2 separate regions of the Mus musculus genome follow, and region 1 is linked to region 2. The links are chromatin contacts, called in public HiChIP or PLAC-seq maps. All regions are on one chromosome and are shown on one strand. Each heading gives the region's core, a stretch centred on a gene start, on an enhancer-like site or on the middle of the called end of the contact. The rest is flanking DNA. Distances are from core to core; before and after follow the strand shown. Region 1 overlaps Lyn (LYN proto-oncogene, Src family tyrosine kinase). Region 2 has its middle 55 kb from the start of Mir3471-2.

Evidence for each region. HiChIP or PLAC-seq counts read pairs in DNA pulled down with a chosen protein or histone mark.
Region 1: an H3K27ac HiChIP or PLAC-seq map of microglia shows a contact between it and region 2, with 8 times the contacts expected there. The contact joins two enhancer-like sites.

Annotation. Positions count from the first base shown.
Region 1 is chr4:3,778,470-3,781,897 of GRCm38.p6, reverse strand. It overlaps Lyn (LYN proto-oncogene, Src family tyrosine kinase), which reads right to left. Exons shown (of 13, transcript NM_001111096.1): 11 at 832-985. Among named protein-coding and RNA genes, the nearest start is that of Gm22781, 16 kb to the left of the region's middle. Within about 2 kb of position 1,942, at least 22 of the 459 cell types and tissues checked have an H3K27ac peak or open chromatin away from gene starts, as enhancers often do. A contact at or near this core is called in microglia, where this site is marked.
Region 2 is chr4:3,480,345-3,484,123 of GRCm38.p6, reverse strand. No RefSeq gene overlaps it. Among named protein-coding and RNA genes, the nearest start is that of Mir3471-2, 55 kb to the left of the region's middle. Within about 2 kb of position 1,848, at least 5 of the 459 cell types and tissues checked have an H3K27ac peak or open chromatin away from gene starts, as enhancers often do. A contact at or near this core is called in microglia, where this site is marked.

The sequences.
Region 1 (3,428 bases), core at 693-3,192, 300 kb before region 2:
TGCTGCATGATGGGAGGACAGAGATGCAGAGACTGAGAGCATCTCCATGTTACCACTTTCTATTTGGTTCAATCCTAACATGTTCCTTATGATCTTTGTACCTTTCTGGTATTTTTCAAAGACTCACTGCTTGCTGGTATCAACAAACCAGTGGACTCGGTTCTTGCTCATGTACTTAGAAGCCGGATTCTCTGGTGCGGATCCAGACTCAGCCCCTTACAGAGTGATCTCTAGAGCTGCAGAACAGCTGAGGTCTGTCATCAGTGGTCTGCAGCATTGAATGAGTGTAACAAACGTCTCTGCAGTTCAGGGAAGCACACATACTTTATTATTGAGAGAAAAAATCTACCTGACAGGCTAAAAAAAAAAAAAAGAATCTTAATTTTGCCAATTCAGTTTTGTTTTAGTTTGACGAATTGAAATACGAGGCTGGATGTACACACCTGTGTAATCCCAGCACTTGGGAAGCTAAGGCAGCAGGATTTAGAGTTTGAGGCCAGCCTGGGTTACACAGCAAGACCGTGCTACCACTCAGTGGTTGAGCTCTTCCCTTGCAAGCACGAGGCCCTAGTCCATTGATCCCCAGTACCAAAGAGTAAAACAACCCCTTATCTAAGAAACAGCGAAGAAGAAAATAGTTGCTACTGTTTATGAATCTTGTTACACAGCAACCCCCTGTCTTGAAGGTAGACGTGAGGACTGTGGGAACAGAGAGAACACTTGGTGGAATTGGGGGTGGAGAAACAGGAGGGCATCAGGCACGGGGGTCAAAGTGTGGAAAGCAGAGCACAAGCCTGCAGTGAGATGGCCTCTGTGGCCCAGCACACATACCTTCCCTTGCTGTGTACTCGTTATCTTCGATGACTCTCGCGAGGCCAAAGTCTGCAATCTTGCACATGAGTGACTCAGAGACCAGGACGTTAGCAGCTCGCAGATCACGGTGGATGTAGTTCTTCCGCTCGATGTACGCCATGCCTTCTGCAATCTGCAAATAGAAGGGGCTCAGGCTTGTATTCTAGATAGGCTGTCATGGTTGGCCATCAAGAAAAACAAAACAAACACAAACACAGAACTTGAGCTTTTGAGATTCTTTCATGTGTATTATTATTCCTGTTGTTCACATTTTTAAGATAGTGCTAAAGTCACCCTTAGAATCCTTTCTAAAATCTGTCCCTAACATCTACAATGATGATAACTTCAAAGAAGGTTTTATTATCTGTATGTCTCTGTGTGTGTTCATATGTGTATGTGTGTGTTTGTGCATCTTTTGTGTGACAGTGTAAACATTGCATGTAGTTGCTCATAGAAGCCAGAAGGGGGCATCAGATCCCCTGGAGCTGGAGTTGCAGGCAGTTGAGAGCAGCCCAACATGAGAACGGGGAACTGAACTTGGGCCCTCTCTAACAGCAGTTTGTGGTCTTAACTACTGAGCTATCTTTTTAGCCCCATGGTAATGGGTTTTGGTTTGGTTTTTTTTTTTTTTTTTTTTTTTTTTTTTTTTTTTTTTCCTTTCTTTCAGTTTTTCGAGACAGGGTTTCTCTGTATAGCCCTGGCTGTCCTGGAACTCACTTTGTAGACCAGGCTAGCCTTGAACTCAGACATCCACCTGCCTCTGCCTCCCAAGTGCTGAGATTAAAGGCATGCGCCACCACTGCCCGGCATAATCTTAGATTCTTAAGTGAGGAAATATATGCTATTCTCTGGATGTTGTAGCCCCCAAATTCATATATTGATACCCTGACCCTCAATATGATCCTTATGTGTTGGCAGTTGTAAAGTAATAAGTCAGGGCATCATGGAAGACTTGGTGTCCTTACACAAGAGACCACAGAGAGCTTCCTGGTCCCTTCCACCTTGGGTAGCCATAGCTGTTAAGGGAGAATGTGTGTGTGTGCATGCATGTGTGCATGCATGTGTGCATGCCTGAGCCAGGAACTGAATGTGCTGGCACTTCCTCCCGGACATCCCTAGAACTCTGAGAAGTAAATGCCTGTTGTGTGAGCCATGCAGTCCATGATGATTTGTGGTAGAAACCAGAACTAAGACAAAAGAAGTGAAGAAATTGAATTTTTAATAATACAAGTTCATTATAAGGCACCAGGACATGAGGGCTGTGCTTGTTAGTAAGACTCACTCTATCAAGATCTTGCTAAGGAAGAGCTGTAGGTCCAGCTCTCCAGAGCCTCTGAGCACAGTCCCTCAAGATGAACTGAATATACTCTGACAACAAAGCAAGGGCATGAGGCAGAATGAAGGATTCCAATAGACAATGACCTCGAGAGAAGAAGGTGCCACTTAGTGCTGGCAGGAAGTGTGGCAGAGCTCTAAAATAAATTAGAGGATTGTTCCACCAAATTACAGTCAAGGATAAGGAATGAAGGTGTGTGTGCATGTGTGCTTGTATGTGTTTATTTGTGTTTGTTTATGTGCATGTTTGTGGTGCGTGTTTGTGTGTGCTTGTGTGTGTGCATGTTTGTGGTGTGTGTTTGTGTTTGCTTGTTTGTGTGCATGTTTGTGATGTGTGTTTGTGTGTGCTTGTGTGTGTGTTTACGTGTGTTTGCTTGTGTGCAGGCTTATGGTGTGTGTGTGTGTGTTTGTGTGTGCTTGTCTGTATGTTTGTGTGTGTGTGTTTAAGAGAGTTAGAAGTCACTTCCAATTAGGATTACTTCTAATAGAGTCCATTGCCCCCCAGATTCTGCCTTAAACTGCAGCAGCTCATCTGGAAGGACCAGACTCCTCCATCACTGTGAGCAGCAGCCTCATTACATCATGCTGTGAAGCCCACTCAAGTCCCTTGCCCTCTACTGCTCAGCAAAGGAGCAGCTCTTTAGCACTTCCTTTCCTTCCAGGCCTCATCCTGGGTCCCCTTCCAGAGTCAACCAAGTCCCACCCTGAACCTTTCTCCTGTTCTACAGTGTTGTTTTGCACAAACACTACTGGCAGCTAAGGGTTGTAGCTTTACCTTTGTTTTTATTCTGTTCAGGTGCTTACTGTTGTCACGGCAACCAGATAATAAACACCTCTAAGACAAAGGCCGCACTGTATATCTTTTCTATTTCACTTTTATCTAGTGCAACTTTGCTGCTGTTACTAATCTCCCTCAGTAAAATGAGCTAAGGTTTTGTTTTTGTTTTAAGATTTATTTATTTATTTTATATATCATGCCTCAGTTATTCTTACTGCGCTGACACACCAACCTTAGGCAAACTTACTAAAGCCAAAGAAAGTGGAAGAGTGCAGAGCGTGCTGGGACTAAGCAGAAGAATGGGCCAAGCAGTTGTTACACAACTGGATGGAATGTTTGGCTTAAGGAGACAGAGAGATCCCTTGCTGAAATGAGCCAGAGGCAGGTTCTAGAGCCCCAGCGGGATACAAACAACTGTGTGGTCATTACTGATGGTCTCTGAGCCCGTTTCCAGTCCTCCTTA
Region 2 (3,779 bases), core at 599-3,098:
TAGCCCTTGCCTGCGTCTGGCAGAAATCCTGCCATAATGCTTTCCACTCAAGATACATCCCCATATTTGGAACCACAGCTTTTACCACCGTTGTCCAATCTCCAGGAGTCATTGCCAAAGCCGCAAGCCTTTTGACTTGTGCTATAGTGAAATTGGCGCTGACTCCATAGTTACGGACAGACTCGGCAAGCTCCTTAATCTGTATATACTCCACCGGAGTGTGAACTTGCCCTCCCTCGGCTCCTTCAAAGACTGGAAATGCCTGTTGCATTTTCCTCTGTTCCTCTTTTGGAATGAATGAGTCTGAATGATACCTCTGCACATAAGGCGGACGTGCACTAGGACCCTGAAGCCTACAGTCCAGAGGCCGAGCAGCAAGCTGGCTTTCGCCAGCTGCTTTTGGCCTTTTTCTGGACTGATTAGCTTGCATTTTATCTTGCTGGTACCTTTCTCCCTCATAATGAGCTTCTTCCTCCTCCAAGTCCGTTTCCTCAGAGGGTCTAAGTCCCTCATCTGATTCTGAGCTACTAAGAGCTAGCTGCTTAAACTCATCTAGTGGTGGGTATAGGTTCCTTCTCCTAGGGACCTCCACTGATTGATCTTTCTTCATCTCTTTTTTCTTCTCCTTCCTTCCAAACTCACCCTGAGTATTCTTTCTCGACATTATCTTTTCCTCGGGCTCAAGGTCCATGGAAAGGCCTGTATGCTTAATTGATACACCATGTGTCCATTTTGCTCCTAATCTCTCTCCCCGCTCTACCTCTGATAGACTGTCTTGAATTTCTTCCAGAATTCTCTGCCCTGCCTTAACCACTTGTTGGCATTCCTTGTCCTTTAAGCATGATCTTCTCAGCTTCCACAACGGCATGGTTCCTGCTTTAAGTTTGCCATTCTCTAGTTCCCTAACTAAATCTCCCTTGAGTTTCTCCCAAGAGGGGATAGTTAAGGACCCTGAGCACTCAAACCACGGTGCTGTGCGATCTACCTCTTTTACAAAGCCTTCTAGTGTCTTGGTGGCGACTTTCAAGCCACGCTGCTTCAGGACCGACTATAAGGCAGTCACCACAGAGTGGGAGATTCCCATACTGGTCGCTGTCCAGGCCTGACCGCGACTGAGAACCAGTCAGTAGTTCCAGTGGTGGAAGCAAAACAAAACCGAAAGGGAAGGAATAATCGCTGTGAAAACAATCAAAAGGGCATCTAATTCTGGAGAAATTTCAAGACTGTATGTACCTTGTAGAGCTGTAAAGTATCCCGTAGTTCTGAACCTGCCCCGTGAAACAGGGGGTCTCCTATCAGCGCTTGGTGATGATAAATTCCCGGGTTTCTTGGAGCCACTTCTTGCCTGAGCTAGTATCTCGCCAGCAAGAATTCACTTGGACAACCAGATCCTTCTAGGGCAATGCTTTTATTGCTTCAACATAAGGAAGACCCCGAACTCAGAAAATGGTGCTGCTTATATAGCCTGCAGCGTGACGTTACAGCACCTGATGTGGCATGACAGCACCTGATTAGTTGCTCATCCATCACCCCATTACTACGCCCCGAGATGGGCAATGACTGGGCGTGAATTCACTCTTGCACTTGAGCATAAGGCTTGTTTACTAGTTAGGCGCAGTGGAAGCCAGCACCATCTTATAATGGCGATTGCTCACAGCACAGCTCTTCACACACTCTTTCATCAATCACTAATTTAAAAAGTGGCCCACAGGCTTGCCTACAGGCCAATCTGATGGGAACACTTCTTCAATTCAGGTTTTCTCTTTCTAAAAGACACTGGCTTGTGTCAAGCTGACCTAAAACTTGGCCAGCACCCATAAATCTCAGACAGAGAATTGGCTGACAGCTCTTCTTTCTCCTCTCTCCTCAGCTTCCTTCTTTCCAAGTTTCACTGTGTAGGCAGGCCAACTAGAGGTGTTTCTCTTCTCTCCCGGCCCCCTCTCATCCTCTTCCTTCTTTCTCTTTTCTTCCCTATTCTTTGATTTTCAAATGTGGTGATTAAATAGGAGCTTGAAGATGGCTTGGTATGTACATCGTTTGCCACACAAACAGGAAAATGAGTTCAAATCTCCCAGTCCCATGTAAAGCTGAGGTGGAAGGCAAGGACACCTGAGCTTTCCCTGTGACCTCTACATGTGTTGTATGGCATGTCTATGCCCTGTCCCCATACACATCAGACACATACACAATTGTGGTTAAAATATACATAGCATCAAATGCAGCAGTTTAGCCATATTCAGCACTATCAGCAACATTAAGTGCATTCACAGTTGGAAAACCAAAAGCACTTTCAGAGCCAGCTTCCCCCATTGCCCTCTCCATGACCCCTGGCGGTACCCTTCTGTGATCCTCTATTACTCATCTTTCTAAGTCTGCACACTGTCTGTATCTCACCACCTTTCATGCCTGACAACTCTTCTCCATGAGTTCCAACTGGACCTGGAGCAGTGGTCCACAGCACCCTCCTCCTCCTCAGCTCTGCAGCTCACAAATGCTTCCTGAGCTCAGCACCTTTCCCAAATTTTCCTTCATGGCAGATGCTGTCCTTTGCCTCATGCCCACATTCTTGCTAACATCTGTCCTCCCACCTGAACCATTTCCCCTCCTGCCTGCTCCGTGGCTCTCAATAGTCACCTCTGAGCATTTCTTCCATAACATGTACAATATATTTAAATGAGTTCTTGTTTGTGTTCGTATCATCAGTGCATAGAAGAGGTGCTGGGTAAAAACTTGCTGAGTCATTTATTGATCCTTAAATTAGAGCACACCTGTCTTGCTTCACGTAGCTTTGAACTGGTGACTGGAAGAATGTGTGTCACCTTGAAGGTTGTCTGAGGCTCAGGTGTGAACAAAGCATTTTTATGTTCCTCATCTTCTGTGTGTTTATTTCCCTGCACACAATTTGCCTAATCAGTCTAACAAAAGCAAGGGAAGAAGGAAATAGAATGTGAGTATCTGGACTGTTAGAGAAAACAAAGAGTGGCTTTGTATCATATTCCTTGTGGCATAAAGAACACCAGGAAGAGTGAAAAACTATAAATGAACTGGTTGAAACTGCAGCAATGGGGGGAGGGATGCACAGTGGTACAGATGGTTTTTCCTCTCTTGGCCTAAGTCAAGGACTTTCTGGGCCTTTCCCTTGGCACTGAGCACACACCTTGATTCTGGAATTAACATGCTGTAGGAACACTTCTCTACAAAATTATGATTTGTAGGTGGTAGAAATCTCTGCAGCTTCTCCAAGTCTTTTTCATCATTTCCAGGGTCATACCAACTCCTTGTTCCTTTAAGATGATATGTCTACTAGTACACACATGTCTCTTAGCTTAAGTTTTCTTGGTACATTCCTACTCGGTGTGATCCTTTTGTTGACTGTAGACCCTTTGCTTTATCCTGTGAGCCCTAACACCCTTGAAGGCCTCACCCTCAGTCTGTGCTTGCTGTAGTTTTCCTGGGGTCCCTGGATGCTTCCCTCACTGTGACACAGAGCACTGTCTCTAAGCACATTTCCCATTGTTCCCAGCAATCCTCACCTTCAAATTCAGTCCTGTGTCTTCCTTCCTGCCCTCCAGGACTCTGTCTCAATCCTCACTGAGTCCTGGGCAGTAAGAAATGCTCATTGGACCTTTGGTCCTGCTGTGTCTCCAAAGTTCTCATTTTGTTTTAGTGTTGCTCCCTCACACATTATCGGTGCCCACACTTCCTCCATCCTCATAGTCCCTTCTTTCTGCAAACACACACCTCTGTCACACCTTCCTGGTAAAAATCTTTCCTGCCCT